Linked DNA regions of Mus musculus: all the other regions are linked to region 1. The links are chromatin contacts, called in public Hi-C, HiCAR-type and HiChIP or PLAC-seq maps. All regions are on one chromosome and are shown on one strand. Each heading gives the region's core, a stretch centred on a gene start, on an enhancer-like site or on the middle of the called end of the contact. The rest is flanking DNA. Distances are from core to core; before and after follow the strand shown.

The links. A called contact is a pair of places that touch in the nucleus more often than the background predicts. HiCAR-type assays count read pairs that join an accessible place to other places. HiChIP or PLAC-seq counts read pairs in DNA pulled down with a chosen protein or histone mark.
Region 2: a contact with region 1 is called in an H3K27ac HiChIP or PLAC-seq map of embryonic stem cells, with 4 times the contacts expected there. The contact joins the enhancer-like site here to the promoter of Gpc6 in region 1. A contact is called at or near these places in 4 of 39 promoter capture datasets (embryonic stem cells and liver), 14 of 115 datasets of contacts at active chromatin or transcription factors (VIP interneurons, craniofacial prominence, embryonic forebrain and 8 more) and 2 of 9 other capture datasets (embryonic stem cells and pancreatic islet).
Region 3: a Hi-C map of the N1E-115 cell line shows a contact between it and region 1, with 5 times the contacts expected there. The contact joins the enhancer-like site here to the promoter of Gpc6 in region 1. A contact is called at or near these places in 4 of 39 promoter capture datasets (frontonasal cranial neural crest, liver, second pharyngeal arch cranial neural crest and 1 more), 4 of 484 Hi-C or Micro-C datasets (the N1E-115 cell line, cerebral cortex, cortical neurons and 1 more), 11 of 115 datasets of contacts at active chromatin or transcription factors (VIP interneurons, embryonic basal ganglia, embryonic forebrain and 8 more) and 1 of 9 other capture datasets (pancreatic islet).
Region 4: an H3K4me3 HiChIP or PLAC-seq map of embryonic basal ganglia shows a contact between it and region 1, with 4 times the contacts expected there. The contact joins the enhancer-like site here to the promoter of Gpc6 in region 1. A contact is called at or near these places in 7 of 39 promoter capture datasets (the 3T3-L1 cell line, 3T3-L1-derived adipocytes, frontonasal cranial neural crest and 4 more) and 13 of 115 datasets of contacts at active chromatin or transcription factors (differentiating embryonic stem cells, embryonic basal ganglia, embryonic forebrain and 10 more).
Region 5: a contact with region 1 is called in a HiCAR-type map of astrocytes, with 4 times the contacts expected there. The contact joins the enhancer-like site here to the promoter of Gpc6 in region 1. A contact is called at or near these places in 6 of 39 promoter capture datasets (the 3T3-L1 cell line, embryonic stem cells, hippocampal neurons and 3 more), 2 of 484 Hi-C or Micro-C datasets (cerebral cortex and nephron progenitors) and 12 of 115 datasets of contacts at active chromatin or transcription factors (astrocytes, craniofacial prominence, embryonic basal ganglia and 8 more).
Region 6: a Hi-C map of the N1E-115 cell line shows a contact between it and region 1, with 9 times the contacts expected there. The contact joins the enhancer-like site here to the promoter of Gpc6 in region 1. A contact is called at or near these places in 5 of 39 promoter capture datasets (3T3-L1-derived adipocytes, hippocampal neurons, liver and 2 more), 2 of 484 Hi-C or Micro-C datasets (3T3-L1-derived adipocytes and the N1E-115 cell line) and 12 of 115 datasets of contacts at active chromatin or transcription factors (craniofacial prominence, differentiating embryonic stem cells, embryonic forebrain and 9 more).
Region 7: an H3K4me3 HiChIP or PLAC-seq map of embryonic limb bud shows a contact between it and region 1, with 5 times the contacts expected there. The contact joins the enhancer-like site here to the promoter of Gpc6 in region 1. A contact is called at or near these places in 5 of 39 promoter capture datasets (cranial neural crest, hippocampal neurons, liver and 1 more), 16 of 484 Hi-C or Micro-C datasets (the N1E-115 cell line, Sertoli cells, cerebral cortex and 8 more), 9 of 115 datasets of contacts at active chromatin or transcription factors (craniofacial prominence, differentiating embryonic stem cells, embryonic hindbrain and 5 more) and 1 of 9 other capture datasets (pancreatic islet).

The regions. Positions count from the first base shown.
Region 1 is chr14:116,922,737-116,927,117 of GRCm38.p6, reverse strand. It overlaps Gpc6 (glypican 6), which reads right to left and starts at 1,821. Exons shown (of 9, transcript NM_011821.3): 1 at 1,023-1,821. The coding sequence starts at 1,182.
Region 2 is chr14:117,850,423-117,854,803 of GRCm38.p6, reverse strand. The region is part of intron 4 of Gpc6 (glypican 6); the gene reads right to left. Among named protein-coding and RNA genes, the nearest start is that of Gm52110, 57 kb to the left of the region's middle. Within about 2 kb of position 1,808, at least 4 of the 459 cell types and tissues checked have an H3K27ac peak or open chromatin away from gene starts, as enhancers often do. A contact at or near this core is called in embryonic stem cells, where this site is marked.
Region 3 is chr14:117,833,151-117,837,531 of GRCm38.p6, reverse strand. The region is part of intron 4 of Gpc6 (glypican 6); the gene reads right to left. Among named protein-coding and RNA genes, the nearest start is that of Gm52111, 53 kb to the right of the region's middle. Within about 2 kb of position 1,946, at least 1 of the 459 cell types and tissues checked has an H3K27ac peak or open chromatin away from gene starts, as enhancers often do. A contact at or near this core is called in the N1E-115 cell line, where this site is marked.
Region 4 is chr14:117,808,737-117,813,117 of GRCm38.p6, reverse strand. The region is part of intron 4 of Gpc6 (glypican 6); the gene reads right to left. Among named protein-coding and RNA genes, the nearest start is that of Gm52111, 28 kb to the right of the region's middle. Within about 2 kb of position 2,022, at least 12 of the 459 cell types and tissues checked have an H3K27ac peak or open chromatin away from gene starts, as enhancers often do. A contact at or near this core is called in embryonic basal ganglia, where this site is marked.
Region 5 is chr14:117,775,817-117,780,197 of GRCm38.p6, reverse strand. All of the region lies in intron 4 of Gpc6 (glypican 6), which reads right to left. Gm52111 (a long non-coding RNA gene) reads left to right here. Exons shown (of 5, transcript XR_003951115.1): 3 at 454-536. Among named protein-coding and RNA genes, the nearest start is that of Gm52111, 4.6 kb to the left of the region's middle. Within about 2 kb of position 2,052, at least 52 of the 459 cell types and tissues checked have an H3K27ac peak or open chromatin away from gene starts, as enhancers often do.
Region 6 is chr14:117,649,490-117,653,870 of GRCm38.p6, reverse strand. The region is part of intron 4 of Gpc6 (glypican 6); the gene reads right to left. Among named protein-coding and RNA genes, the nearest start is that of Gm52111, 130 kb to the left of the region's middle. Within about 2 kb of position 2,435, at least 12 of the 459 cell types and tissues checked have an H3K27ac peak or open chromatin away from gene starts, as enhancers often do. A contact at or near this core is called in 3T3-L1-derived adipocytes and the N1E-115 cell line, where this site is marked.
Region 7 is chr14:116,207,350-116,211,730 of GRCm38.p6, reverse strand. All of the region lies in intron 7 of Gpc5 (glypican 5), which reads right to left. Among named protein-coding and RNA genes, the nearest start is that of Gm52093, 670 kb to the left of the region's middle. Within about 2 kb of position 2,295, at least 17 of the 459 cell types and tissues checked have an H3K27ac peak or open chromatin away from gene starts, as enhancers often do. A contact at or near this core is called in craniofacial prominence, embryonic limb bud and liver, where this site is marked.

The DNA of each region.
Region 1 (4,381 bases), core at 572-3,071:
ATTATCTGTCCCCGACACGTTTCATTCACAGAGCCCCAAAGAAGCTAGGAGTCGGTTGGCGCTAAGAGCTGGAAAACACACACCCAGGCTGCTCTGCAAGTTGCTGCTCCGGCAGAGGGTGGGGGCTCGAGAGCTCGGGAGGAAGGAATGCTTGTGACCAGGAGAGCCGGAGAACCTGAAGTGCAGACCCCGGAGACGAACGCCCCCATCGGGTCACTTGCTTAAGTTGGCTCCGCGTGCACCAGCCGGCCAGAGCGGGAGGCCATGCTCGGGACCCGGCGCCACGCCGGGTGGCCCGGTTGTCTCCTCAGCCCGAGTGACCAACCGCAGTCCGGGAAGCACTGGGGCACCCTAATGGGAAAGTCCGCCCCAAATCTGAAGCAGACAGAGTACTAAGACACCTCCTCCAACTGCCTCGGGACTCCAACGTGCAGATCCTAGAGACCCGAGCAATGGGTCCCCTTAGTGGCCCGTCCCCAGCCCAGGAGCCGGGCGCCCAGTCCCTGGAAAGGACCTGGAGAGCAGAGAGCTTGAGTAGGGGAATCTCCGCGTCTCTCCACCGCCCCCGCCGGCGCGAAGGCGGGAGTGGAGAAGGCGCCACTCAGACGGTGGCGCTGAGCAAACTGCGGCCGCAGTTCTCCCAAGTTTGCCCCAGCGAGGGGGATGCTATGGGCGCCCGGCTCCGCTTTCTGCCTCCGCTAGCCGTCCTCACTCCACCGTCCTTTGCTCCAGCGGCCGGGCCAGGCTCTAGGCCAGCCACGGAGGTAGCAGGGCGCGGGAGCAAATGCAGGGAGAGAGGGGCGAGGGACGAGGGTGCTCCCGCGTGTGCACACAATGAGGCGGCGGGCACGCACACCTTCCTCCCGCCCGAAAAACGGGATCAGCCTCCGCCGCCTGGATGCAGGGACGCGGGGTCCCTGGGAGGTACCCGCAGAAAGTGAGCACCAACTGAGCAACAGGGGGTAGGGAGAGGGCGCCCCGCCGCCTCTCGGGGCTGCAGCGGGCCCGGGGCCCACGCTTACCTGCGATCTCCTGGTAGGGGATGTCCGCCAGGCTGAATCCCTTGGCACCGTAAGCCTGACGGACCTCGCTGCAGCTCCGAGCCTTCACGTCCGCCGCGGCCGGGAGGGTCAGCAGCAGCCCGGAGAGAGGAAGAATCACAGCCCGGATCCAAGAAGGCATGGTGCAACATGCAAGTCCACCTCGGCAGCCCCCAGCTCCCTGTGCGCTCTTCACCTTGCCCCTCGAGCCGAAAGCCCGCCAGAGCCTGCGGCGCGCTCCTTAGCCGCTGCCCAGCGTCACCCCCTTCCGCCAGCCGAGGGGACGAGCCGCGCAGACCTCTGGACTGCACTCAGCAAACTTTTATAAGCCAGATGGAGGATGGCAAGCCAACCAGGGCTGCCTTGGGAAGGCTGCCGGCTCCGCTAGCCACTCCGGTAGAAAATCGTTGGAGAAAGAGGAGAAAAGAGGAAAAGGCAAAGAAATGTCTTTTTTTTTTTTTAAACACCACAGTAGGGGTGTTCAGCCCTGCGGTCCGAGTTCCGAGCCGCAGAGTCGTGGAGCGCTGCGAGCTCGCCTATCCAGTGTGCGCGACGAAGGTGGGACCGCGCGCCGGCTCCCCCCACCCCGAGGGAGATGGACAGGCCGGCGCGAGTGTGAGCGCGCGTGTTTGTGGGTGTGAACGCGGGGCTCTCGGGGAGGTGTGTGCGTGGAGGTATGTGATGGAGATGTACGGGATCGAGGGGAAACCTCAGCTTCACATAGACTGAGGGAGCCAGTGAGAGTCTTCTTGAAATGGGAAGAGAGAAAATCCTGGAGACTGACACAGGAGGCAAGAGGGAAGGAGAAAGGAGGGGAGGGAGAGAGGGAGAAACGTGCTACCCAGTGCACAGCCGAAATTCAGAGGCAGAGTCGGCCGCAAAACCTGGAATGGATCGCGAGCCACTAGGCAGGAGGGGAAAGATTACCAGCAAAAGGTCCCTATTTTCTCAATCACTTTATGGCCTCCACACACTTCCGAGATGTTCCCTTTCCTGATATAAACAAACCACCAAAAAAGACAAAGTGTTTGAGGAGAGTAAATGTTATCACGCTATATTTTTCTGGAGATAAAGAATATTGCATTTCCAATTGTTGCTCTTGCCCCAGTGTACCTAACACAAAGCCAGGGAAGAAATGAGCAGAAAAGAAACCTAGGAACGGGGCCAAAGCCACCTCTCTAGGTGGTAGCTGCTTTCGGCTCATCTTAATGTTTTGTTTTGTTTTGTTTTTTCCTAAGAACAGATAGAGGGCCATAGGTCTTTACTCCTCTCCTGTCGGCTCTCTCTCTCTCTCTCTCTCTCTCTCTCTCACACACACACACACACACACACATACACACAAAGAGGGAAGGAGAGAGAGAGAGAGAGAGAGAGAGAGAGAGAGAGAGAGAGAGAGAGAGAGGTTCCACCTACAAAACACTGGATTCTTAAATCACTAGGCTTAGGGCATGTGAAGATAAAACAATGGCTGCTGGCCATGCAAGAAACAGGACCCCAGGAGGGACAAGGTGTTGTAATCTTCTCTCATCAGATTCTCTCAAACACTATAACCTTAACATTTTCTCCCAAGTTCTCAGAAGTCTGTGAAATGGGATGCAAGTGAAAATTCGGGTTTAACCAACTTCCTGAGCCTTTCTTCACGCTAATGAGCACAGAGATCAAATATACTTAAGTCTGCCCTGAAACCCACAGCTCCTGAAACTAACCAATCAGAAAAAGAAGAAAAGAAATGCTATCCAGTAGTGAGGCCTTGTGGACACTGGTCTCCCAGTTCCTGAGAAGTCAGTACAGGGTCAGGCCTAGTTCTGTAGTACTGAAGTATAAATCTGCAGGATGCTGGTTTCCTGATGACTGGTGACCAGAGCGACTCCTGGAGCCTAAATCCTTGCATTTGCCTCTATCCTAGGCACCTTCGTTACTGTCGGAATTGTTCAGCACATCTTCTTTTCCAAGAACTCCTCTTTAGCCCGTCATCCTCCTTATAGAGTGATAGAGTGCTTGCTTGTCGCATCTTCAAAAGTTCATACAAAATGCTAGCGCTCAGGGAACAGAAAGAAGTCTAGTCTAGTTGAGGAGCTTTAAGCCATTTGCAGTCAGTCTCCAAGGAGGTAGTCAGGGGGCTGAAGGGATAGATGGCTCAGCAGTTAAGATCACATGTTGTTCTTGAGAGGACAAGAGTTTGATTCTCAGCTCCCCAACAATATGGCTCACAAACAAACTCCTGTAATTCCAGTTCCAGAGATATCTGACCCCTCTGGCCTCTGGAAACACATACACACACACACACACACACACACACACACACACACACACACACACGCACACACACACACTTTCAAGAAGGTAGATAGCAATTCTGAGCACACACCAAAGGTTGTGTACACTGGCAAACACATATGCATCAAAAAGGCCATTGAGTGAGGTGGGTCATGATGATTACCTGAAGTTTGGCTAATCCTCTTATATTTGACGAGCACTCCATACTCCTATAAGTCAGTAGCTGTTGCCACTGTAGACTTGTAAGAAGGCTAACACACAGAATATTACCAGATTCAGCAAGCATAAAGAGATGAGCTTAATTCTACTGGAAGGGTCAACAAGTTTGGGGCTGTTTTGTGAACTTTAGTCAGAGCAAGGACTTAGGTCATTTGCCTAGCCCACATATTGTGTAATACGGCATTGTTCGAAGTGGTGTTAAAGGAATGAGGCCAGGATTCTACCTGAGGCCACAGCTTGATGAGGCATGGCAATGGGAAGGGGATGTGATAGAAATCCGTTGAGAATAAGAGAGTATCTATGACTTAGGTAAACCTGTTGACCAAGGTCTTGAATGACAGCTGCCACGTCTATACCAGGCAGAGTAAGGAAAAGGAAGATGGAAGAATATTATTCAGAGGAAGCAAACAGAGAAAGGAGATTTAGTAGGCGGCTAGAAGGTACACTGGAATCATTGTGCCAGTTTTAGGTATTTGAGGCTTAAGCTAGAGAGATGGGAAATGGGAAGAATGTGTGTGAAGATAAGCTTTGAAGACTGGATTTGTATGATATAATGTTTGGTTCAATAGACAAAAAAAAAAAAAAAAAAAAAAAAAGATTATTGAAATGCCGGCATCGGGTCTTGTTGGAAACGCAGATTATGGCCACTAAGACTCCTGTTTCCGATCCATTTTCTAAGCCCAGATGTTTTTTAGAATCCTTGGGGTCAAAATATAAACAGAACTTTAGAGACTTTGAGTCTTAGTGAGACAACTTGGTCTTCAGCAACCAGGGGTGGCAGGCCAATCAGGCATCCTCCGTCAATCACCCTGAGAAATGTGTTTGCGAAACATGTCCAGCCCAAG
Region 2 (4,381 bases), core at 559-3,058, 930 kb before region 1:
TAAAGATAGACAAGTGACCATCCACCTACTTGACACTCACAACCAGACTCCATCCCTGGTAATGACTCACCTCCCAGTACTCAGCCTGTCCCAGGGGACCCTGCTATAAAACATGCTGTCATCAATGACCTCATACATAATGCATTGATCACATATGCAAGTCAGTCGGCTGGGTGAAGCCTTGGAAGCAACAAAGTCAAGACTTGGAACATGCCATTTTGACATCGGCCAGCATGCAGAAACTGTGCCCATGTTCTGACTGGCTGTGCACGATGTAACTCATGCGGTGAAAGCACCCAGCATGCAGAAACTGCACTTGTGTTCTGACCGCCTGTGCGTGATGTGTGGTCCTCTCACTCTCAGACTTTTAGATTTGTGAAGCTCAAACATTTGGAATTTTGTGAATCATTGCACGGCTTTCTTGTGAATTTTCTTCCTTGTAAGCCTATCATGCATATTATTAATTTTTGTGTTTTGTCTCTTTATAATCTACACCTAGTTATTCTTCTTTTTGTGTTTCTGAGGTTTATTTGTTGTTGTTGTTGGGATAAAGAACTTCCCATTTTAAGAAACAAAGAAGACCTTTTCTGATAAAAACCTTCAATTTTTCCCTAGCTTTTTTTTTTTTTTAATTTTAATTCTGGTGGTGTTTGATATGCAAATACTTTTGTTGTTTTTGTACACTCAAATGTATCACATTAAAATGTGTTTTCGTGGTCTCTGCCATATTTTATAGCTTTTCTCCACTTGAAGGTCACTCCCAGAATGTGGCTGACCACATTTTCTTTTTGTCCCTTGTTCATTTTGCTGGCCCTGTCTCCTTGTGTGTCCCCTCCCCCTCCACTCATGGTTCCCTCTTTCTAGAACACTCTCCTGGGAATATTGACACAGAATACCACTCTACTTTCTCCTAGCAAAGGAAATTCTTAAAGTAGCTTCTTTTTTTAATTCCATAAAACCTCAGTCATCCTCGGCCTGTTGTTTCTATTATGTGCCCAGCAGTCCTTGCCTGCATTATTACATTATTCTCTCACCTTCTCTTTGATGTGTGGCCAATCTTCAAAATGGTAGGACTTTCATTGTCCTTTGTTTTATTTGTTTAGTTCTTACAATATGGTGTGTGTGTGTGTGTGTGTGTGTGTGTGTGTGTAGGTGTAGATGCCCTGGGCATGACTGAAAGCCAGAGAACAACTTTCTAAAGTCAGTTCTCTCCTTCCACCATCATGTGACTTGTGTGGATTAAACTCAGTTTCCAGAATTTATAAAGATTTATAGATTCAGGGCTGTCAGTCCACTGTGGTGCAGAAGGCCTGGCAGAGTTGTTCAGCTCATGGCAAAGGGAGTATGCAGCAGAGGCTGCTCACACCAAGGCAGGCCAGGGAGCAGAGAACACACCAGGAAATGGGAGCAGGGTACATCATCTACCGGCTTGCCCTTAGCCACCTACCTCACAAAGCTTCCATAATCTTCCTAAATACTACGACCAACTGGAGAGCAAGTGTTTAAAACATGAGTCTTTGGTGGGACCTTTCAGACACAACCATAATGAGACAAGAGATCATCTGCCATCTGTTTTGTTCACTCCTGAGCCCCAAACCCTACAGCAGTGTATTTGGCTGGTCCCTATATGTGGATTCCATGTTTGCAGTTAGCCAACCTCAGATGGGAATGATTTTGTGAACATTTGCATCTTTCTCAACACGTGCAACCATCTTTCCTTCTCATTACTTGCTAAGTGATACAGTGTAACAACGATTTGCATAACATTTACATTGGATGAGCTATTGTAAGTAAATTAGAGGTGATTTACCATGGATGGGAGGGTATTTGTAGGTTACATGCAAATGTACAATCTTCCTTAAGGGACTTAAGCACCTGCAGAGTCTGGCATCCTGGGGTCCTGGAACCTGTCCCCACAAATACAGAGAGAGGACTGCACTTGGCATCTGAGAGGTGTTCACTGAGCATGTGTGAAGTTAGCACTGGAACAAACTTTCAAAAATTGTCCTGTATTTTCTTCTAGAAATCTAATAAAAGCTTTCTACCCACTTCTCCACCCTAACACCTCCCTCCCTGCTCCCCTTCCATGTTACGGCCACAAATGCTATGAAATTTTATTAGCAGTGGCTATAGGATAAATGGACCCTGGGTGGCTTTTGATATGTTCTAACATAGATGAAGAGTTTGGGTGGGAATTTAAAATCACATTGTACTTTTTTTTATTAGGTGGAAATAACTTTTTAGTTCTTTGAGCTTGAAATTGAAAAGCTGGACTGCCTTTGTTTCAGTTGAAGGTTATTGCTAGGTTAACTCTCCTGCCCCTCCCAAAGAAGAATGTGGGTATTTTGGGCTGGGTCAAAAGTTTGTTTCCACTGTTTTCCAAGACTCCATGCTAGCCGCTAGCTTTCAAGATAATTATTGTGATGAATATCCGGTTTGTTTCTTCTTTGTAATTTGTCGGTAGTCAACAAACAGCAGATTGGCAACATTCCTTATCTAACTTTGCCAATCAAGCACCCAAAATACCTTGAATGGGATCAGATCCTGACAAGAGTTGAGTTTAACTAAAGAAATCAGAGGATCACAAGGGGGGGGGGGCAATCCAGAGTGGAAGTGAACAATTTAGTACACTGAACGGATATCATATTCAACAAGAACACCACACCAGGGAGCAACCCAGAAACATGACAAGAACTAAAGAACTAAAGCCAAAAGAGAGATTTTAATGAAAATAACTGTTTACTTTGAAACCAAATTCAGCAAGAGGAGGAGAGAACAAATATAAAATCTAATTTAATCTGAAGCCAGCACAAACAAGAGGCTTATTTTGCTTTGACACTGAAAAAGAAAATGCAAATCATGGGAGGGAAGGATTCACCAGTTGTCCTTGCACAGTGCAAAAATTAGAATCCACAGGACGCTTTTCCAGGCAGCTTCTTTTCAGGAGAATGATACATTGTATTTCATAAAAATACAATATATTCATGTAAGCACTGTCTTACTGCTATTTTATATTCTGAAGTGTTTAGTTACATCACAAGCCACAAAGAATAGGACTTGTAAATCACTAACTTGATAGACATCAAAGTATCTGCTACTAACTGTTACTCTTCATTTAAATTGTTAGGACTTACTTTCCATATGAATGAGTTGTTATGTCATTTGTAGCTTTAACTGTCCAAATAATTCACAGCAACCCATCAGTCTCTGCCTTGAGGATGAAGCACAGAACTTGAGGGGTGCAGATCTCCCTGAGAGAAGAACTGTCTATCTGGATGTTTCTCGAGCTTCAACAGAGTTTGGATGCTCCAGTAGATTCATTTAGACCAAACAAACAAGTGATTTATTGGTTGGTACAGAATAACTCAAAGAAGGAAAGCAACTCCTTTGATTGAAACTGTGGAGCTTGGACCAACACGCTGGCTCTTCTCATGTTATCCTCCAGCCCCCCTTGGACACTGTTCGTGCTCAGGAGTGCCCAGTGTGTCATCTACTGACTATATTCCAAGTGCATTACTATTTTAATAGGCGAAATAGAACAAGAAAGCATAAAGAAATTATATTTTTATCCTAGCTAAGCTCATACACACACACACACACACACACACACCAATCGATTTCTTCTTTAGCATTCCCTGATGATTCATAAGTGACCACAAGGGCATCACGATCCAGTATCATCCTTCCTAGGTTATCTAAATGCTCACATTGCTGCTTTTGCCTCTTGTCCCTGGTATGGTACCCTTGAGTTTTCTTTGAATCCTTAGCTTCTTGGATGGGCTCTGTGGTATGTCGGGAGATAGTTGTTTGGGAGGAAGTGTGATTCTGAAATGTATGAGGTCTAAAGCCAGAAGTCATCCTGCCCAGACTCTGAGGCTCTGGGCAACTTATCCTCTGTGGGTTTTAAGGTGCTTTTCTGTGTCTTTTTATGAGCATGCTCCCTGTTCTGCTTTGGCATTAAGTGCAATGCTGACATGAAACAAAGAAAGCGATTGTGGCACCTTGATTAGTACACTCTTCTTTAATTCTTTGTTTTATTTTGTTTTCACACCAGCCCAGGCTGTGTTCACGTTCACACGGTGGCCGGTGGCCTTGTGCTCTTGGCAAACTTCTTGCCTCAGATTTTCATTTTAAAAATGTATTAAAATCACATTTATTTATCAACTCTACGTATGAGTGCACCGCACCTGCTTGTATCACAACACTGGTGTGGGGATCAGAAGCCAACTTCTCTCTCTCTCTCTCTCTCTCTCTCTCTCTCTCTCTCTCTCTCTCTCTCTCTCTCTCTCTCTCCGGGAACTCACTCCATAGATCAGGCTGGCCTTGAACTCAGAAATACACCTGCCTCTGCCTCCCAAGTGCTGGGATTAAAGGCATGTGC
Region 3 (4,381 bases), core at 697-3,196, 910 kb before region 1:
GATTGAGGGGTAGTTCAGTTGGTAATGAGTTTGATCCCTAGAACCCACGTACGAAGCCAGGCATGGTAGCATCTGCTTGTAACCCCAGTACTGGGAATAGGAAGATAGGTTCACCTGCCAGTCAGCCTAGCCTACTTGCTAGGGTAGCAACGGGTGAAAGACTCTGTCCTGGTTTTGGATGCTATATGATGAGCACACCTGAGGTTGACCTCTGGCTTCCACATGTTGCACATATGTGTAGCCACATGAACACACACACACACACACACACACACACACACACACACAGAGTTCTGCAAGGCACACTGAAATAAAGGCAAGTCATTGGCCATAGGTGCCCTGTGACAGACAGCGTGGAGAAGTACAGGTAAAGGAGCAGGTGTTCTGCTGTCCATTTCACAGGAAGCTGAAAGCTGCTCCTACCTTCTGAGATGGGCAGAGGCGCTGTTGTTTACATACACGAATGATATGTATCATGTCAGCTTCTTGGTTTCAGTCCTTTGTATCTTACCTATAAAAATTTTGTTTCAAAAGTGCCTTTAGCATGCGTCTATTCTAATTTTTGTCATTTGGACAAAATGGCAACAATATTCTTCTTCCAATTCTTTGTAGCCTGGAATGATAATGGAGTTGTAAGCTCACAGACTAATGAACTGCATCTGAACTGAAAGGGGCACAAGCCAGTGACTGGTCACTCTTGGGGTGGCTATGTGAGCCTGGCCCCGCTGATGCCCCCGCTGTTGGTCCTCTGATATTAGGGTAGGTATTTTGCTCTAAGTCACTGCTTTGTGTATCTTCCTTACCGTATTTGATGCATGCAGTGAAAATACAGGATTTATCTTTCAAGGTCCCTGTCAATCCTCCCAGCTAATTTATCCAGAACCTCGTATATTCCATATAGAGCTAGAGACCTTCTGCTGCAAGCGGACTCTTACTGTCCATTAGGGAAGCACACCTTACAACATTGACCACTTCCCATGATATTTACTCCTTCTTGCCTATGTCCATGGATTTCTATCAGAGTTGGGGGCAACTTTAATGTATAAAATCCAAGATGAATCACGATGATTACCTCAATAACTATTTAGTTGTTGAGAATTCCACTCTGTTTTCACTGATGCCTGCCTTCTCCCATTGCTTCAGAAACTCTTGTGCTCATATTATCAGCCATAGGCTTTGATTTAGGAGGGATGACGGTTTGAATGTGTCCTCCAAATTCATGGCTTGGAAATGTAATTTCTCCAGTGTATCAGTGTTGAGTAGAATGCCCTTTAGGAGGTAATTAGATCATGAGCACTCTGCTCTCATGAATGGACTTAGGCCATCACCATATGAGTGGATTGGTTGTCACTGGAGAGAGTTCCTGATAAGATAATTACTTCAGCTCCCTTCGAGCATCCTCTGACTCCCATGCACTGCTTCTTTGAATCATGGGATGGTGCAGCATCAAGGTCCAAGACTTCCAACCCAAACCAATATTCAGTCATTATAAGTTACCTCTCAGTGGCACTGTGCTTGGCAACATAATATGGGCTCAGACAGTGGTTCTAGGGTAGAAACAGAGATTGTGCATCTCCAGCAAGTTCCAAGTGACGTGAGGACTGCCAAGAAGCAGAAACCTGGGGTGAAATCCCTTCCTCTTCCGCTTGATCCAATCAAGCTTTGGCACTGACATCCTCTTTGGTCTGGGCCACTAAAAGGCCAAGTGTCACCCAGGCACTGCCCAATTATGCAAGGGACCTCCTGGCTTCTCCGCACCACCTGGGCCCTGTCTCCCTCTGTAGCAATGATCATGGGGTTTATTGCATCCCCGGAGCAGCTGGCCATATAGGCAAAAGAGCAGAGGCAGGGAAGGAAGTCTCTGGGACAGGGAGAAGGTGGAGAAGAGGGGAGAGAATACAGGGGAAAGGAACCTGCTCAGGGTGGCTGACGCCAAGGGATCTTTCTGATGCGGAGGCTGCCAGAGGTTCCACACATCGCTTCTCTGTCTCTGCCTTCTCCAGAATGCCATGTATGAGAACCTACTGTCCAAATGGAGTATAGGATTCTTGTAAGAGTGGGTGTACTATAAAGAAATTAGCATTCTGATGAAGCAAAAGCCATTTATTTTTAATTAAGAGATGTGCATGTCTTGGGCTGATCACAGACAGGAGCTTTGATGATGATAATGACCCTTGATTATAAGTCCTTTCACCCCTCACATTGCAAAATCACAACCAGTATTAGTTTAGCACTCAAAGGACCGAGTGCTTCCTCATTTCCAGCCTGGGCTTGGCTGGGCTTTCAACTACTTAACAAAATAATCACTGACTTGATTAGTGATGTTTGTGACCCTGTTCTGAGTAGTCCTGGATTTTTAAACAGCCTGGAATCTTTTGAGTGCCTCAAACATTGATTAAAATGGATGCTGGCACCTTATTTGCCATCTCCTCCTTTTCAAGTGCTGTCTGGATGTCATAGTTGGCTACCTAGTTTTTGAACACAAGGATGCAGAGCTGAAGGGTTTCCAGTGACGGAGATAACTTTACTCTGTAGAGGAAACTGCCGAGGTCTCAAGAAGACGTAATTAATGTTACTCTGAAAATTACCAATGGGCAGTAAGATGATTAGTTTAGAACGTATTATACCTTCTTGTTTAGTCAAATGCTCACCGGCTTTATCTAACGTAGTTGTTGGGTTTAGCAGATATTTCAGCTGTTTCTAATTATTCTAAAGGGGTCAATAACATCAGTCACGTCTGGCAATTAAGCTTTGTCCTTTTGTTGTTACATTTAGGAAGTGGCGTGGTCTATTGCGCAGGTGGAGATGGATGCTTGGCTGTCATTGCCATATCACACCAGTGATAAGAGGTTTATGATAATTAACCATGAGATGATTTCTAAAAGGGCTACTAACAAGTATAAATCCTGATGAAGAGGGGAACTTACTTCTTTCATGAAATAGTCTGAAAAGAATTTTCGGAAATCCTTAATTACATTGAAATGTCGATGCCGATAGGACATTACAGGCTAACATTATTAGATACCGCAGACCCTAAACACAACTTGTAAAAGGCCGACATATGCCAAAGGCACTTTAAGTATATAACTAAATATTGCAATTGGTTCCATACAGGGTCGTTAGAATTTCCTAGAAAGGACAAAATCTAGGTTCTGTCATCTGTAGGTATTCCTGCAGTTTGCTTGCTGGGTTGGGGTGGGAAAGATTCCGTGAGTCCTGGAGTTAAAGGTGATACAGAATCAATGAAGGACCAAATCATCAATACATCAATCTGTGCACTACCAATCCAAGAGGCTAATGTGGAAATTAATGACCTTTGAAATGCAAGTGATGCGCATACATCAATCTACCTGAAAAAAAAAAAGAGCAGATAAAGAGCTTCATGTTCACTGTCACCACACGGAAGGACAGACTGACACACAGCTGTTGAGCAAGCGCAGTACACATAAGAGAAGCTGCCAACTGGCACACCTCACAGGCCCCGATGCAATCTTGCTATGCTCCTTTGGTCCTGGAAGTTAGACCATGAAAATGACAAACAGGTTGTAATAAGACTCCTGTGTCTCTCTCGACACCTAAGAGAAGTTGTCTGTGATTTGAAATACACCCACTCAGCAGTTTGCAGCCAGAGCACAGATTCGTCTTGGGAACGGGGAATTCACAAAGATGTCCACATCTTAAAAGACAAGAAACAAAGAATCTCATAGTCTTCTCCACTCTATTATTTTCTCAACGCTGGGCAAAACAAGTATTGTTTGGACATCATGATACTTTTGTTTCTTATTAGAAAGAAAACCCTCAGATAAATGCGGTATCATCACAGGCCATCCTCTGAGGTAGGAGTGTCTGCCAGGGACTGCTTCACATGTGCAAAATCAGGTGGTGAACAGGTACAACATGCAATTTAGACAGACGGTCGCTAACAGTCATTTTAAATAGCTTTTTCTTCTCTCAGTGGGAGGCTGAGGAACAGAAGCCCCCTCTTAAGGCAGGGCTTGTGTGTTGTCTGTACAATATAGACAGTTATAATATATTATCACATGTAGGTACTCTCTACACACCTCAGCAGGGTCACAGAATAAGGTCACGTTTCTCCAGGTTAGGTAGAAAGAATTGTTAGATTCGCTTGGGCTCACTGGCCCCGCGAGCCCCAGGGCTTTTCCTTTGGAAACTATTTCCCTCTTTATTCTGGACACCCTTTCTCAGTCCACCTCTCTGGCACTCTTTAATTGTTGTCGGTGAGAATGTATTGTCTTTGGGTGACTGGAGAGTTTAGCACATCCACGAGCCCCACTTGTATCAAATCCCCCTATCTACTTAATAAATGCCTCTACATTTGGGCCTTTTAGACTTGCAACCATGTGATCTGGAGAAAAAGAAA
Region 4 (4,381 bases), core at 773-3,272, 890 kb before region 1:
ATAAGAAAACTGTTTTCTGAGATCTGTTGTAGGCTGAAAATACTTCAGAAAATCTGTGTACAATTTTAATATCAGTAAAATAAGAAAACCCTCAGATAACTGCATTTGGGATTAATTTTTAATAACCGTATGCCTATTAAGTTGCTCTCTGAATCTTGTTGGTGGGCAGAAACATTTTTACAGTAAATAAATCAGAAAATAAAAGCTTTTCGATGCCTCCCTTATTGTTGGAGCTTATCAGTGCAGCAATGACACACACTACCAATTGTCTTTGAGTGTGTGCCTTTGAACCATGCCTCCAAGGCCAGTGGCCGAGATGACCAGGTTTAATTTCCTACTTAACAACATCTGCCGTTCTTATAGCTGATTTCTCCTTGTCTCTGCAGTAGTGAATTGTCTCAGCAAACAGTCTTTGTGATTGATTGCCACCAGCCTGATGATCCCTGGAGTGGTCCCACTGGATCCACCGAGTGACATGCACATGGCGATCACTACCATTCACTCACTCACTCACTCACTCAACAAATTACTGGAAATTTCCCAAAATACCTATCACAGTCTAGAGTTTGTTCTGGGTTCTAAGGATCACAACAGAGACCATTTCAACCATGGTTCTGACAACATATCTATAGGGACACAGCTAGCTACCGTACACACTTTTAAAAGTATCTCTTTGGTGTCTTAAGTCCCAGGGAATGTTTAGGAAGATCTTCATATCTGTTTCTCCCTTAACATTTGACCCAGCCTGGCTTCATCGTCTTCATCGGAACCACAGAGATAACAATGTCACTCTTATTGTGCTATTGTGAGGACTCAATGGGCTTTGCTGTTATACGGTATGCCATGAAGATTACTCCTAAAGGGAGGCCATACTTACTGCCGATCATTCACTGTCTACTCTGCACTTACATGCTGCTCTCTGTGGTGAGCATTTGAAGACATGGTGGCTGGTTATCTGTAATTCTGTTACCATTTCTTAGAGACGTGGATGATCACTAGGCCTAAAGCAATAGGTGTTAGCTCATGGATTCGGCTTCTGACTCTGACAAGTCCCCTACAGTTCTGTGCGGATTCCCCACTAAGTGCACAAAATGAAAAGAAATAGCTTGTGGAACAATGACAATGATCCAGGAATTGTTTGAGAAATGAAGGGGTGATAGAAAGACTCTTCCTGCCCTACAGGCTTTCTAGAATCACAGATGGGCCCATGCAGGGCCAGTGAGAGAGAGAGAGAGAGAGAGAGAGAGAGAGAGAGAGAGAATCTACCATCTTAGTGATAGCCGTGGTGGGTCGACTCCTCAACTCCTCACATAGTTTCAGTGTACTGTTTGGCCTCCGTTTCTTTGTGTGAAGTTCAGGAAGGCATTGGAGAGCCTCCTAAGTTGGCATGAGGGATGTATAAGTAAGGAATGTCAGCACTAGATGTTCTTTCTAGATGTGCTAAATCAAGGGAGTGAGTGTTTTCAGTCTTTTTAGTGGGCAATTCTTCCCAGTAGTTCTATGAGAAGACACAAAACAATTTTCCCACCGAAGAGATAGAAGCTCAGAGTCTTCTAGTTCCTTACCCCCGCCAAATCCAAACTCAGACTCTTTGGAAGCCTCCACTGGCTTTCTTCCTACATCTTCCTGTGACAGTGACTTGGATGCCATTCATTCCACACTAAGGAATATGCGCCACCATATTACCGTGATAGGATGTTGTCTTGTCTCTAAAGCCATCACTAGCACGGCTGGTTTTCAGGTAAATTTGGCTGAAGAGCCTCTCTTCTCTGGCCATGAGTCACCTTTTTATTTACATCCTTATCCCCAGTTGGATCAGCATCTTCTTATCTCTCCTTCTCACCATAAGCCACATGGGACCTACTTGTCAGAAGCCGGGGTAGCTTGTCCTTTTAACTGTATCGCTGAGGGGGGAGAGGCTCACAACTGCAAATGTGTTCCTCACACTGCCCCATTTGAACCTGAGCCTTTGCACAGCCGCACAGTCTGTTGCTGGCAATTTTGGTGAAGTGGAGTTTGTAATTAAATTCCTCCTTGGCTTCTGTAGTTTCTTTCCTATTCAAGCTACGTGCTTCAAGTGCCTATTATGCTTCACAGAGCAACTGTAAAATGGGAATTAAGACATTTAGGGCTGAATGGCAATACTGAAAGAAATACCAACACGTATTCCCAGGCTGTTTCTACATGAAACAGTCTTTGATAAGCAGCCCTTTCCAAGGTTCCGTGTATATTGGAAAACAAACACCCACAGAGCCAGCTTATACCTGTTGTAATTATCCCCCCATCTGCTTTCTCTGAGATCATAAAAATAAGATTATTCCACTAAAGGCATATAATACTTAGAAACAATTAGGAAAAGTTAATGAAAAGAATAATGAAAAGGCTGTTGAGTAACAGTATATTAAGTGCGACCTGTGTTTGGGGTGAAGATCACTCCATAAGAATAATTTAGACTGATGTTGGCATGAATCTTCATTCTCCTGTAGTCTCATCTAGCTGCCAAGATGCTTTCCCTCTGTAGGATTGTAAAAGGAAGCACATTTTGTTTCCCACCAGATTCAACCGTGCCTCACATTACCATATTTAGACTTTCACGTTCCAGTAATACAGCGGGGAAACACTCTTAGAGACATGTCTCGTTTTCTGCAAATTATGTAAGTGTCTCCTTCGCCGGCGTTCGTAGCTGCCTGCCCACCCCTCCCAAACTTGCTAACTGCATTTTGAAATACTCCCCTTTAAACTTTAAACTTTTCTGTCTAGACATTTTCATTTAAAACCCCAGAGAATGTCTGTGTGTTGGAGAAGGTATTCTGCAAACCCCACCTGAATTCTAGATGGCTTCCTGCCAGCAAGTTTCCCAAGAGTAGAGAATATTCTTCAGTGTCCGTGTACACGCAGAGAGCATATAAAAGCTTCCTTTTCTTTCAGGTTGTTTCCCTCCCTCTGGGGTGTTCTCAACTCTTGGGAAACAAGTGGTCTACATGGTTCAGACACCAAGGATGAAGCATGCTTTTCTGGCCTCGTTCTAGTGCGTCTGTCATTATAACGAAGGACAAACAAAGTCTCATGAAAAGGCAGTCCTCTCTCTCAGGAAAGCCTGTTTTTCGAATGAGGCCCTCAGTATGAAAAAAAAATTCTTGTAAGGTTTCTTCATGCTATGGCATAACTACTGCAAAATAATAAAACTGTTTCAACGCATGAGAAATACACTAGGAACACTTCAATATCACAAAGTTGTGGCAAAACAGTGTCACAGAAACTTCATTAGTTTTCAAAACCAGCATCATCTAGCAGAGGATGGAACTGCTAGACACCCAGAGGTTTGAATCATGAGTGCAGCCGCTGCCTAGAGGAACGGAAGCAGCCCTGTTAGGACCCTGTCCCCTTTTGCTTTCTATTAACCTTGGCCCATGGAACACTTGAGATTACGGTCATATAATCACTTAGTATTTTTTCCCATCGGCTCTATGCCGCCCGCGGTACATCCCTAGGTCTTTCTCTTTCAGCCATGCTTTAATGGTGTGTCTTGGGTTCTTATCATTGGCTGTTGAGAGTTTGGGAGTCAAATGATGTATGCCAAGTCTAGTTAGAGCCATTACTTGCTGGTAGCATCCCACAGGGGTCTGTCACCCACTACCTTGGTGACTGACCATGCTCAAGGCTGGCAGTATTTTCACCATCTTGGGTTCTGGAATTACATGGGTAAATGTAGATGACAGGGGATGGGTATGCAGCCTGAGTGAATATAAACATTTGTCTGAAAAGCTACCACAGTCTCAGGGTTGCATTGCTACTGCTGCAGGACCTAGCCCTTCTAGAACGAAGAAAACTTTAAGCCAAAGAAGACCACATTACAGGTGCGGACAAAACTTTTGCTACCACAGTGATGACTTTGTTGAGTTAACTTAGGTTCCCCAGGGGATCAAACCATAACTTTGTATAATTTATTTCAAATCCTGGTCCTGGAATATATGTCCTAAAGAGGAGATCATGACCTGAGCTTTAGAGTCACCCAAAGATCCACTTGATCTAAAGCAGGTAAAAGTGTGTTTTGGCCAATTCCTTTATTGCATTATTTTTCTTTCTTGTGAGGGATTAATGCATACTAAATTTTGTTTTGTTTTGTTTCAGACATGTTTTTACATCATAGTACAAGCTGGTTTTGAATTTGTAGCAATCTGCCTGTCTCAGCTTCCAGAATGTTTGTGTTTTAGGCATAACTCACTATCTGGTCCTAAGATTTTTTTCTTGTTGTTTCAAAACCATAGATTACAGATATAGATATAGATATAGATATAGATATAGATATAGACATAGACATAGACATAGACATAGACATAGATACACACACACACATATATATATATATGTATGTACATAT
Region 5 (4,381 bases), core at 803-3,302, 850 kb before region 1:
GAGAGAGAGAGAGAGAGAGAGACTGTGTGTCTCTGGCTACAAACACAGACACTCACACATGTACATACTCATGCAAATACAGATATAGAGGCATAGATGTGTGTGTATATAACAAATATAAGACACAATACACATATATGCATATGTCTGTAAATATACATGCATGTGTATGTATTAGGGTTACAAGAAAATATGTAAGGTGTCCTACGAAATTTTAATTTCAGATTAACAACACTCTTAGTAACATTATATTTCAGATATCGCATGATGTTGCATGATTACATGATACTGCAGGAGATAAATTATGAATTTATCAGAAATTCAAATTTAATTGCACCTCCTGCACTTATGCTAAAAACAGCAGACTGAATAAATGCCTGAATGTATTTATGCATATACACACATGGATATATAGTACATATGAATATACTAATCTCAAATGTATATATGCAGTTATATGTCACACTTGCAGGTCCTAACAGGAGTCTAACTGATCCCGACGTGAACCAAAGCATCATCCTGCTTTATGCGTGACTGTATCCTCCATATGTCAAAGTCTCCTTTCTGCTGGCTTGACCTTCAGAGTGTCTTTCTCCTAGATCATTTGCTCAGTGACTGATGACAGAGGTGCTGAACTGCAGTGGGAATGTAGCAGGTCAGCTAAAGAACACAGGTGCCAAGGAGCCCCTGTTAGTTAGCAGTAAGCCAATAGATGAGACTGGTCGAGGGAGCAGTGGGGAGTGTCCTGCTGTGGGCAACAGCTTGGGCTGGCAACTGAGACCCACTGAAGAGATAAAAGGCTTGGGTACCGAGACCTCATTGTATGACAGAAACAACCAGGCACACCCCAGCATATTTGATCTCAGGGATTGTGAACTGCCATTTTAAAATCATTTTCCTGTCAGTGCGCAAGCCAGCCCACTAGACGATGGTGACTGCACATGGGTCTCTCCCTACACCCTGGTCTATAACTGTGACCACTCCTGCCACACCTACCGGGTTCTGTTTCTATATTCCGTGGCACATTCAGTATGGTTCCCGTTGTGGCAAGTTCTGCTATTACAATGCCATTTTAGAAATTTTTATTTTTGCCCAAAGCATTTAAAGGAGGGGATAAAAGAGAGGCCAGAAATGGAAGCCTCCTCATGCTCCACGATACATTAGTGGCATTTTAGAATTACAGCCTCATGGGTTTCCTGAAGAAACGCGACATTTTTCATCTTTGGTGGCTGTGATTAAGTAAAACGCACTTTGCACAATCCCTGTGGTGACACAGCTCTGTTACAAAGGCCTCCTGTGCGGCACTCTGGTCATTAACAACTACACAAAACATTAGGAAACGGTAGCGGGGTTGCTAACAAACCCTTCAAATTATGGTTTCCTTTCCAGTGTGACAGGGAGGAAAGTGAACGGGTGGTTGCAGTTGCATAAAATGGGAAGTTGTAAGCTCTGCACACAGTGGGAAGTTGTAGGCTGTGCAGACAGTGGAAAGTTGTAGGCTGTGCACACAGTGGGAAGTTGTAGGCTCTGCACACAATTAGAAACACACAGAAGGAATCCCACAACATCAGCTACATCTCTCAGAACATTTCCCAACAGAGCACTGGGTAAACTATTCTCATCCGAAGGATTAAACTTCTAGTTTTCATTTCTGGATCCCACAGAGTCTATGGATTGTCTCCCTCAACAGCTGACTCTGTACGCCTTTAGGTACTTGCTACCCCATGCTTTAGGCTTTTTAAATCTTTCAACCAGTGGCCTGAGCCCACAAATTGGATGCGATTGTAGCCCAGTCCCTGAGAGGAAAATGGAAGATCAGACAAGGCTCTAATGAGGTGAGCAGCCTGTGGGCCTCTGCTCCTCGGTGACCAGGCGAAGGCCCCACAATTGTTAAGGCAGGTTCTGGCTAGGCAGGAGGGACACATACCCCACAACCCCTTAGTGTGTCTCAGCCTCACAAACATTTAGCCTGTTTGTCTTGTGCTCCTCGCGGACAGTGAAACATGGACCCGCGTTTTACAGGCACACTGACTAATCTTCAGGGGGCAATCCGGCTCGCGTGGGAAGTGATTGACTACGTGGTACTCCTTCCCCTGAGCTACTCTAAGCCCAGACCCCAGCTGGGCTCTTGGCATTCCATCTTCCCAGTGACATATAAAAATGAGAAGCCAAACACACTGGGCTATTAGGACTCCCATGGCACTTTTAGGAAGGCCAGGGCTTCATCCGTAACATGTGGCAACATGCCAGCACAAGGTGAAGTCTCAACCATTCAGAGTCCTTCTGTTCCTTATAGAGTGCTCTGGTTTTGTCCCTAAGATTAAAAAGCAGAGAATGGGGTGGGGTGGGGGGGCATTTATTTGTTAACTCTGTTTTGTCTCCCCTAGACGTGGCATACGTTTCAGGGGTGGATTGAGCAGCCTGAGTGTAAAATATAGAACATGTAGGAGCAAGTATGCGCTACGTAAAAGAAATTAACAATCAATGGAGCATTTGTCTGTATACAAACTTAATTTTCTTGAATAAGCACTTTAGTTGTTTATTCTGAAGGGTAAAGTAAGGAGACAATATGAGGGTAGGTATACTTTTGGTGTGAATTAGATGTCTTCCCACTTATGGTACAAGGAGTTGTTTTTTGTTTGTTTGTTTGCTTGCTTGCTTGTTTAATATGGACCCAGCACCTAAGCCTCTGCTCTGTGTATGAAGGAATTTAGTCCAGAGGAACTTCATTTTTTCCATTATCTGGGTTCGTTCCCAATTGTATTCCTTAGATACTCAATTTGTTACCTTCACCAGCCTCCTTTGGAGACTCAATTCAACATCTGGAACTCTGAAAAGGATTTCCCTGTGGGAACTTCCACTGCCCCAGTTATTAATAAAAGGGACACAAAAGGCTGGGGCAGGGAGAATTGGATTTTTATAAATCATAAGATAAGTCTCATTTCTTTGCTTCCCTTCAAACTTGCTTCTGATCCCCCCCCCCCCCGCCCCAGCTTCAGATGGTTTCTTGTCCACTGATTTAACCCAACTTCATCCAAATGCTGGCACATTCAAACATGAGTCCATTTCGAAGGCCATTACTCTCCCTCCCAAGTTACCGAGTCTGCTACCTCAACTCTGAATATCCTTTTATGTTCACATGGGAGTTTAAGCTATACCTGGTTGATACTTCCCACTGCAACCCAAGGTTGCTTCAAGTCACACAAAGCCTATTAGCCCAGTGCTATGCTTAGCGAGCCTGTGTGGTTAAAACTGTCACAGAATGTACCAAACTCTCATCAGTTGAAGGAAATCTGTATTATCCCCAACATTAGCCATCTTCGCGTAAGGTTTCCAGCATCCATTCACTTCTTATACAATTGCCACATCTGTACTAATGTGCATTTAATATTGTGCATATTCATAACGTATGAAGGAAGTATGTGAAACCCAGTCTTTCACAGTTTCTTGCATTTTGGGAACTAACACCAAATGATCAGAAAAATTGGAAAATAGTACAAGGGATACTGTATTCCTTTTATCCACAGTTGGCAACAATTTTCTGTTCTTGCTTCTCATATTTACATATATATCAATATATTCAGCTGCACACACATCCATATTTATTTGTTAATATGTGCCACTCAAATGATTTCTCTTTTGCAATATTGGAGATTGAATCCAAGGCCTTGAGCATGCTAGGTATGCACCATTTATAACTGAGTTATGATTGCAGCCATCACGTAAACTATGCGAATAATGTTTGAGTGCATGCATAGGGAAACGTATATATGTTAAAATCTTCACACTAACAAAGACATAGAATACTGTTTGGAAGTAAGTTGCACAGATTATAGTCTTTTATTCGGAAGTACTTAAGTGTCTGTTTCCCATGAAAAAGAGCTATTTATCTCCTAACACGCTAATGGCGAAGCAGCTAATCACACGAAATTTAGCAGCGATACACTAGTTCAATCCTACACTCTATATTCCTACCCAGCCACATCATTACCTTGGCATGGGCCCCAGTCTAGGATCATACACTGCATTTCAGTGCCTCTTGCCTTTGCTCTCCCTCCATCTGAAGTCATGTATTAGTTTGTCTTCGTCTTAATGTCAATAGCACTCTAATTCTATTTGTTCTACTTCTATGAGTGTTTTGCCTGCATATATGTCTGTGCACCAGCTGCCTGCAGAGGCCAAAAGAGGGCAATGGATTCCCTGGAAATAGAGGTACAGATGGTTTTGAGATGCCATGTGGATTTGAACCCAGGCCTTCTAGAAGAGCAGAAAGTATTTCTAACTACTGATACATGTCTCCAGTTCTAGGCAATGGCAGTTTTCTCAACAGTTGTACATTAGGGGATCTTTAAGGGTCTTGGGAATGAACTGGCCAGAGGAT
Region 6 (4,381 bases), core at 1,186-3,685, 730 kb before region 1:
CTACAGTGAGGATGGAGAGAAAGAGAAGATGCTTAGCTACCACCCAGGAAACTGTTACTCTCTAGACAACTTAACCTAGCAACACTCTTACACTGGATCTTCTATCCCTTAGAACCTCCAGGAATTAATTTCTCTCATTTATTAGCCATCCAGGAATAGTTCTTGTGCCACGACAGCTAAAGAATCTAAGAAGGAAATGGGAAAACCAGGATGCACATCTTCGCTTGGGTTTGGATTCCCTTTTATACTGAACGCCTTTTCTCTCCTTCCACATTGGTACCTATGAACTGGCTGTGACAGACAGTCCGTTGAGGCTCAGTCACTGAGAGAGCAGTAGTGAGAAGCATGAGAAGGGGATTTATAGCAGAATGTTAGAGAATAAACACATTTCCTTCTATGCACGCGCTCTGGGTTTAATGAGTTTGGGAACAATACATGTTAATCCCAAACTAGAAATTGTTATTTTGCCTAAACAACAAGAGGAGGGGATTCCTGGCTATAAGTGTGTTTGTGTGGGTAAATGAACAACATGTTAATGCTTAATCCAGGGATTAGCCTTCAAAGTTAAGAGATTCTTGCCTTCAAAAAAAAAAAAAAAAGTAAACAAAATGTAAATGTCTTTGTTGTCTCATTTAAAAAATCTTTAATCAAGAGTACTCTCTAAGGTTGAGCCAAGAATTCTGGCTAAACCTTGTGCTTAAAATCCTAAAGACATTTTGAGCATCAACGTTGGGAAATAACATTGTGGTTGAAAGCATGCTGAGCAAGCTTTGGGGCAACAAGCAAGTGGGACTTGTCTCCCTTTCATTCTGAACTTATCTGGACCCCTTGGCATGTGGCTTCACTTCCAATTTCTGCCCTATACTTCCAAAGTAAAAAGAGAAAACTCATCGCCCAGCAGCAAGGTCTCAACTCAGCGACTCCTCTTTATGTTTCCCAACTGTCATTCTCCGTCATGGGCTCAGAGGTCAGCAGTCACCTTAATTACTTGCATCCAGGATGCTGAGTGTATCTGGTGTATTTGTTTTCTTGTTTGGATCATCATGTCCTGTAGATACATCAGGCGCCGGTCCTTAGGCAGGATCCAATGTCTGTGCCGAACTATATTTCTAAAACTATATTAGTGTGAGCTTTGAAATGATGTGTAACCTATGACCCACTCAGAGACAACAGCCAGTGTCTGAGGTGATCAAGGCTCAGTATCTAGAAACATCTTCATTTTTCAAATCTAATTTCATTACATGTTCATTAACAAAAAGGGATTTATTCGTTGTTTCCAGCTTGGTGAAATGAAAGCCCAGAGGAGGAGCCAATGCTCTGCTATAATCATGGGTAGGGAAAGCATCAAAAAATATTCTGTCCCAGATCTGCAGGTGCTAATAACAACACTGTGTGCCCACGGGCCTTCCCTGCACATGTTTTTATTAACAACACTTTGTGCCCACTGGCCTCCATGCTCCGGTACTGCCAGTCCCTAGGCGAGCGCTGCCTGATTCCAGGTGAGGCTGGCTGGTTCTGTGGATCTATAGTCAGCCATCCAGACCAAAGGTCATCTGGAACTGCTCAGGGCATACAGCAATAGGGTATGTGACACATATATTCTTTTTTTTTTTTGCTTTTGCATATGAAAATGGTGTGCCAGATTCTGGCAGGGGTCTGGCTGTGCCTGCAACCATCTAGGACATATTTCATAATTCCCATAACATGTAGTCCCAGGGAACAACAATTGCTTAACTGTTCAGCTAGCTCCAGTAAGTTCAAGAACATTAACCCTGATCTGTTGAATGACTCAAGGCTTGAAGGAACCTTCTCTGGCAGACACAGAGAGGGTGATTAAACATTGGTGGGTACTAGCTCGGCCCCTCTAGTTGGAAGGCGAGTGACCTAACAAGTCAGCAAGTCATCCTGGTTAGCTTACTTGAAGTATTTATGTCCCCAAAGCTGTACTAAATGCAGTGGACAACTGAACACCGATGTTGAATTCCTAAAGTGAGCTACATGGAATTTGGAGGACATCCTTCCTGCCTATCAGGAACGTGCTTCACTGCAAAGTGAACATTTTAAGAAATAGTTGTCTACAGTATTTTTCTCCTATTTAAAGACCAGTGCAACTCCTGCTAAGATTTGTTTGAGTTATTTATGATCTAAATTAGACTTTACTTACAGGCCTGTGAGGTAGCTGTCATACTCTCTGCGGGTGTGTTTCAGATACTAAGTGAAGTTATAAAATTAACTGACTCTCTGGCTTTATCTACGGTGCATTTGGAATCAAGCTGGTCTCCGTTTAAAATCTATATAACTCAATGGTCTTCTGTCTTTTATCAGCTGTCCTGTTTAATTTCTTCTGGTCTTTGTGTGATCGAGACCATGTGCTCAGTTAGACACATTTGGTTTCTGTCAATTCTCTTTCATCCAGTAAGCCTGCTTCTTTTGAAGGCCACACATTCAAACATTTATTCAAAGAACCTCCTCTGCACTACACACAGGAAAAGCAGGCTAAGGATATGACATATTTCACATGGGAAGTTGTTAGTGAATGTGTTTCTCTTGTGAGTACAGGATTTGCTCTGCATTTGCTAGCGATAGAAAACAAAATGTGGCCCTTTCCTTCATTGGACTTAATTTGTCATTTTATGCTACTTAATATGTCATAGAAACTCATGAGGCAGACACATTCCTGGATAGAGTTGCAATGGCCAATACGGAGACACACAGAGTCTTAGAGACTGTATTAGTTTACTTTTTGTGGTTGTTTTGCGTTCGTGGGGTTTTGTTTGTTTGTCTTTTCCCAGAGGGTTTTTCTCCCTGTAGCCCTGGCTGACCTAGAACTCACTGTGTAAAAAAGGCTGGCCTTGATCTCATAGATTGGTTTGACTCTGCTCTAGAGAGCTAGGATTAAAGGTCTTGACCACCATTGTATGGGCAATTATATTAGTTTTAATGGACTTTGGACTTTCTGGTAAAATTAACAAAAAAATTAATATTCTGGGTATTCTTATTTTTCAATAGAACAAATTTGGATAAATATCTTTAAAAATATACATACTCACAAACTATATTTTTAAAAAGAGAAATGAAAGTAGCGGAGAGATTGTTAAGGAGAAGAAGGGACCAGTGGGACTGGGATGGAGAAGAAAACCAAGAGAGGGTAGAAGGAGGGTGAACATTATAAAACCACATTGTACACACGTATGCAAAGGTAAAACATCCATGGTTTTGTACAATCAGCATACACTAATAAAATTTAAAGGCAAAGTAAGCACATTTTTGGCACATGTATGTGAGCATGGTATGCATGGGTATGTATATGTATGTTCACGTGTGTGCCTGCTATGTGAAGGTTTATATGCACGTGTAGTCATGCATGAGGAGTCCAGAGGTTGATGTTAGGTACCTTCCACAATTGCCATCCATTTCATTGAGGGAGTGTCGGTGAGTGACCCCTGAGCTCACCAATGAAACTAGAGTATCGTGCCAGCGAGCCTTGGAGATGCCCTGTCTCCTCCTTCTGAGCTTTACAGTTACAGGTAGGCCTTCATGTCTGTCTGCCATTAACCTGGGTCCTGGGGACATGAACTCTAGCCAATTTTTATGGGCCAAGTACTTTAACCATCTAGCCATTCCCCTAGCCCTTTGAATAGAATTAAAAATCTCTTCTAGAACAAATTATTAACTTTGCTCTAACAAACTGTACTATAGATGGAAATATGTGGGATTCCAGCAGAAAAGTACATCTTTAGCAGTTGCTGAGAAAACCTTATCATGTTTTTCCAGTTTCTGAAATTTCAGGTACTATTAATGATCTCCCCCAGAACAGGCTGATGGCCTCTTTGATTCTATCTTATCAAGAATAAAGGCTTTGGATGAAAGTATGAAGAATTGCTGACTTCGAAGACATGTTTTATGTTTTAACTACTTGGCCACTCAAATTGGATTTAAGTGTTAGGGGAGAAATTATCATCCCGCTAATGGTTTTTCCAATATTGATCATTAGTACCTCTACTGAATTTTTCTCTAATTAAATATACATCTACTTCTCCCGAGAATAATTATAATAACTATAGGAGATTTGTTTATCTTAACAAGATTACGTTGCGAAATTTGATATTCTTCTTCCAGATTCTCAGACGCTGACCACCTTTCCTCGCTCTCTATCCTTCAGGAATCCTTGGAGACTTAGCAGGAAGGACAAACTATCACTTTCAGGGACCAGTGAGTAAAGAAACATGATTATTCATTAACGTGTTTTCAAAGTGACATTCTGCAAGTGTACTGAATTTGCTTGCATAATTTTTTTAACTATATAATCATTTTATTAACCCCTAAATCACAGACTGGTATGTGCCTAAGGCTGTATATTCATGCCAATGTCTAAGATAGT
Region 7 (4,381 bases), core at 1,046-3,545, 720 kb after region 1:
ATAACTATGTTCCTTTGCAAAATCTTTTTTAAAAAGTTCCAACCTGACCTTTGGACACTTTACATAAATTTAATTACAGTACATTACAGGCAGCAGCAAGTGGAGTACTGTGAATTGCTAATCTGGTGTATGTGGCAAATTTCAGACATCCTCATGATCTTCCCAATGCGTATTCAGGATTTTCTTCTGTGTCACTTTCTGTGTCACTTTCTGTTTTCCTGACAACCTTCACTCATTGCTTTCACTAGATTCTTTATTTTGTGATTTATATAGTACTAATTACATTAATAAAAGTAAATGTTTTAGATACTGAAATCTAAAATCCTTACTTTATTCTAATTTTAATTTTCTCTATCTATATTATTTATATTTATATCTATATCTGTTGACAAGTGATTCAACTGGGTAGCCCTAACTGGCCTAGAACTCTCAAGTATCTATCTGCTTCTGCTTCTGGGGTACTCTACCCCAGAGTTTAAAGGTGTCCACTACTACACCTTTTTATCAAATGAAAATACAAATTTGGTATCTAAGCAATGTGACTTGATTCATAATATGCGGATTTGGGAAGCAAGTTACAGATATTGTATTTGAATCTGAATTTAGGTATTCTATGAAATTGATATATTTAAAGTTTGTACAATAAGACTAAAAATATAAAAATTTCAAGATCACTAGTAGGAAGTCCACATACATCCACATGCATGTCTATATTTACCTGCAGGGACAGTATTTGGAGCCTGTGTTAGTCGTCCAAGTGGTAGCTACTATGAGCTTGCCAGCTCTGACATGAAGCAAATTTGGTGACTGGGGAGATAGACAGCTGAGAGCAGGCCTTGTTAATGAGTCCCGAGACAAGCTTTCATAATGACACTCAGGAAAGAACAGGAAGACCAACAACGAGGGAGCTGAAAAGATAATGTAGCCGGTTGGGTGTTCACTTTCTGTGGGCCTGCATGGATTTCTGAGGGATTGGTGACTAAGGATAGATACCTGTTGCAGTTTTTATATCAAAGATGTATCATTTGCCTTTTCTGTTGGAAATCAGATGGTTAAAAACCTTAAACTACATACAGCTCATCTATTTCATTTTAGTTTACATCAGATCAATTGAGAAAGAAAGTGGGGAGGGCATTTGTTAAAGCAAAGGTTACCAAAGTAGCTTCAAGAGGGACCTTCACTTCCGGAGCTTGCGGTCTCGGTAGGGACAGGAAGCATGGGTTAAGAGAGTTTACTAGAGAATGGTATAGATTGCTAGTTGTTGATTGACATGGGAAAGTACAGACGGACTCTTTGGAGACACAGATGCATGTGCGGTTGAATTATCTGAAAGTTTTACCAGACGTCATGTGACTTGAGCAGGCTCTTAACTTTAGTTTTAAGGTTAAGGAATAGAAGGTATTTCTTGAAATCAAATGATTTGAACTATGATTTCTGATCACACAGGGATTCATTAAATTATATTTTACTTGTTCTAATTTTTCTTATAGTTTCGGGGTTATTCATTTTTAATGCTGTGACATCAAAGGGAGTTTTTTAAGGAGTGTTCATTTGCTTTAGAGCCATGCACCTTCCTTTCGAGGGTGTGCCACACAGCTTCTCATTTGTAAAATTTCATGCATGCACAGGGAACTTAGTCATTGCCAGTTACAAAAATCCCTTCCATTTAAATTATCTTCACACTGAGAACTAAACTTTAAAATGTCTTAATGAAGAAAACCCCATGTGACCACCCAGCCTATTCCAAGGTGCTGGCTGCCTTCAGATGCCCTCTTCCCATTTACATAAGTAATTCTTCCCCGGCAGAAACACATGACTTTTGCTGGAGGGCAGAAAGAGTAAAAGGCTTTTGTAAAGCACATACTGTCTCTGAAGGTTTAATGTTAAAAATTAATGTTATAGCTGGTACTGAGTCCGAGTAAAATTAAAATGAATATCAGGTATTTGGGGGCCAGTAGGGGCGGTGAGATTATGAATCAATGCCAGTGGAGAAATTAGGAACTTAAAACACACACACAAATACACACACAAATGCCTTTCTGGGTGAAATGGTATGGGGGCCATCGAAGATGAGGTAGTAACCTGTCAAACCCATCCGTCTTGATTGGCTTTCATTTTGAATGTCTTTCAATCCACTGCTGTAACCAGGGAATGCATACTCCATGTGTCGCAGAACTGAAATTAAATCTCTTTTCTCATAGTTGAATGCTTCTTTTCACTCCAGCCTGAATCTGGACACCCAGGCAAAATTGAGGAGAGATTGAGTTAAATATTAAACACTGTTGAAATTTTTTTTTAGTTCAGCCTGAGAGTCGTTAGCGTCTGTCCCAGGCAGAAGAAACACAATGAGGAAGATGAGCAGTGGAGTTGAGACTCATGTGGGGCCAGGGTTTATGGGGTGGCGTAGAGACTTTGGAGGACTTCTGAAAGACAGGAAGTTAATGGGATTCTATTTATATTAGTTTCCTAGGGCTGCCACAACCAATTACCACACACTTGGTGACTTTAAACAGCTGAAAGGCATTCCCACACAGTTCTGGAGGCCAGATGTCCAAAGGAAGGTGTTGGCAGGGCTGTGTTCTGCTCACAGGCTATAGGGAGAACCCTTCCCCACTCCTTCCAGTTCCTGGAGGCGGCGGGTACTTTTTGGCTTGTTTCAGAATGATTCTAATTTTTTTTCATCCAATTTCACATGCTTATGGGTTTCTTACATTAGTTGACTGCATCTGAAGTCACCCATTTCCTTCTCTTTCAAAGATACTAGCTATTAGAAATAGGGTCCTAAATTCTTGATGGTCTCTTTTGACATCCTTCACTCGATTACATCGGTAAAGATCTTATTTACTTGGGAGGCCATATTTACAGATGCCAGGGTGCAAAAGTTGACCTCACCTTTTATTTATTTATTTATTTGGACTCTCTAAAAGTCATTACACCATGATCAGAATAAAATAGATCTTGGCGTAGTACCTATCCCATTAAGGCCAGTACTTGGCTGGTAGAATGAGGAGGGTTCAGAGTTCAAAGTAGGCCTGGGCCATTAGAGACATGCATGTCTCCAAAACAAAACAAGCAGAAATAAATGTATAAAATGAACCAACTGTCCCACTTTTCTCTAAGAGGAAACAGAAGGGTGGAAGATGGGGACTCTTTCAGCGTTGGGTATGGCCATACACATCTGAAGTCCCAGGACTCTGCAGACAGAAGCAGAAGAATTGAGCCTGTTGGGTTTCCAGAACATATGTGAAAAGGTCAATAGGACAACAAAACTGGAAATGAAGGAATGAAGGAAATGAAGCACTGAAGGAATAAAAATAAAGACTAGCTACAGCTCTCTTTACCCTCCAAGTCTTCCTTTGGCAACAGGAGCTGCATCTCTTGCTTTTCCCACTGGGTGAGATGGAGGGAGAGCATCAGCACTGTGCTCAGAGGGCCGGTCCTTTGACGGATTAGGATTCTCAGTCTTAGAAGGCGTCTCAGTTGTTTGTCTTCTGTCTATGTCCAAGTCATGCAGACTTTCTGGTTTGCCTGAAGAGATCAGAACCTGCCTGTCTCCTTAGGAGAAAGATCTGCTCTAGATGAATGTCAAACACTGTTCTGTATGGGATGTGTGGGCTCAGCAACCAGATCATTACATTCAAATAGAAGAGGCCAAAGGATCATCGGGCACAGCAGAAAAGCCAACATTGTGGAAGAGAGTTGGGAAAAAAAATAGGTCTGATCATTTATGATAGTGGTAATTCATGATATATTTATATAGCAATCCCTGTCTAGAATACTGAATGCAACCATTAAAATTAACATATAACAAATAAGAGCAACAAACCAATTCACACTACCTACATAAAGACACTGAGAGCTCTCACTGCTGTTCTCTCCCTCTGTGAATTTGGGTTCAGATGTCAGAGAATTAGATAGATTCGAAGGGGAGCACTCAGAAAAAGGGATATTTCAGTTGTACTAAAGCATACACTCAGTTTAAATAAAAATTACTTCCTGAGAACATAATTCTCAAGATATTGTATCACCTGGGGTCCAACCATGAGATCAGGAAGTGTTAGTGTTTTCAGCAGAGGGAACTCTTGTGACCAGTTCTTAAGTAAGCCAAGAAATGAGTTTAAGGTGCAACAGGTAAGGTACAATGTGTCCAGGGCCTGAAGGGAGGTAACCGGGAAGGAAGAGAAATGGGAGGGAGCCTTGCAGTGCCTGACTTCCAGGTGTTGGCCGTGGCTACAATAGAAAAACAAGCTGCTTGCCCAGACCTAATGGACTCAATCTTTAGGCAAGCAGAAGGCATTATTTGGAGGTGCAAGACTCCCTGAAGTTGCAAGCATAGAAAGAGGTGGCTTGTTAAAGGTAGCAAAATAGTCGTGTGGCATCT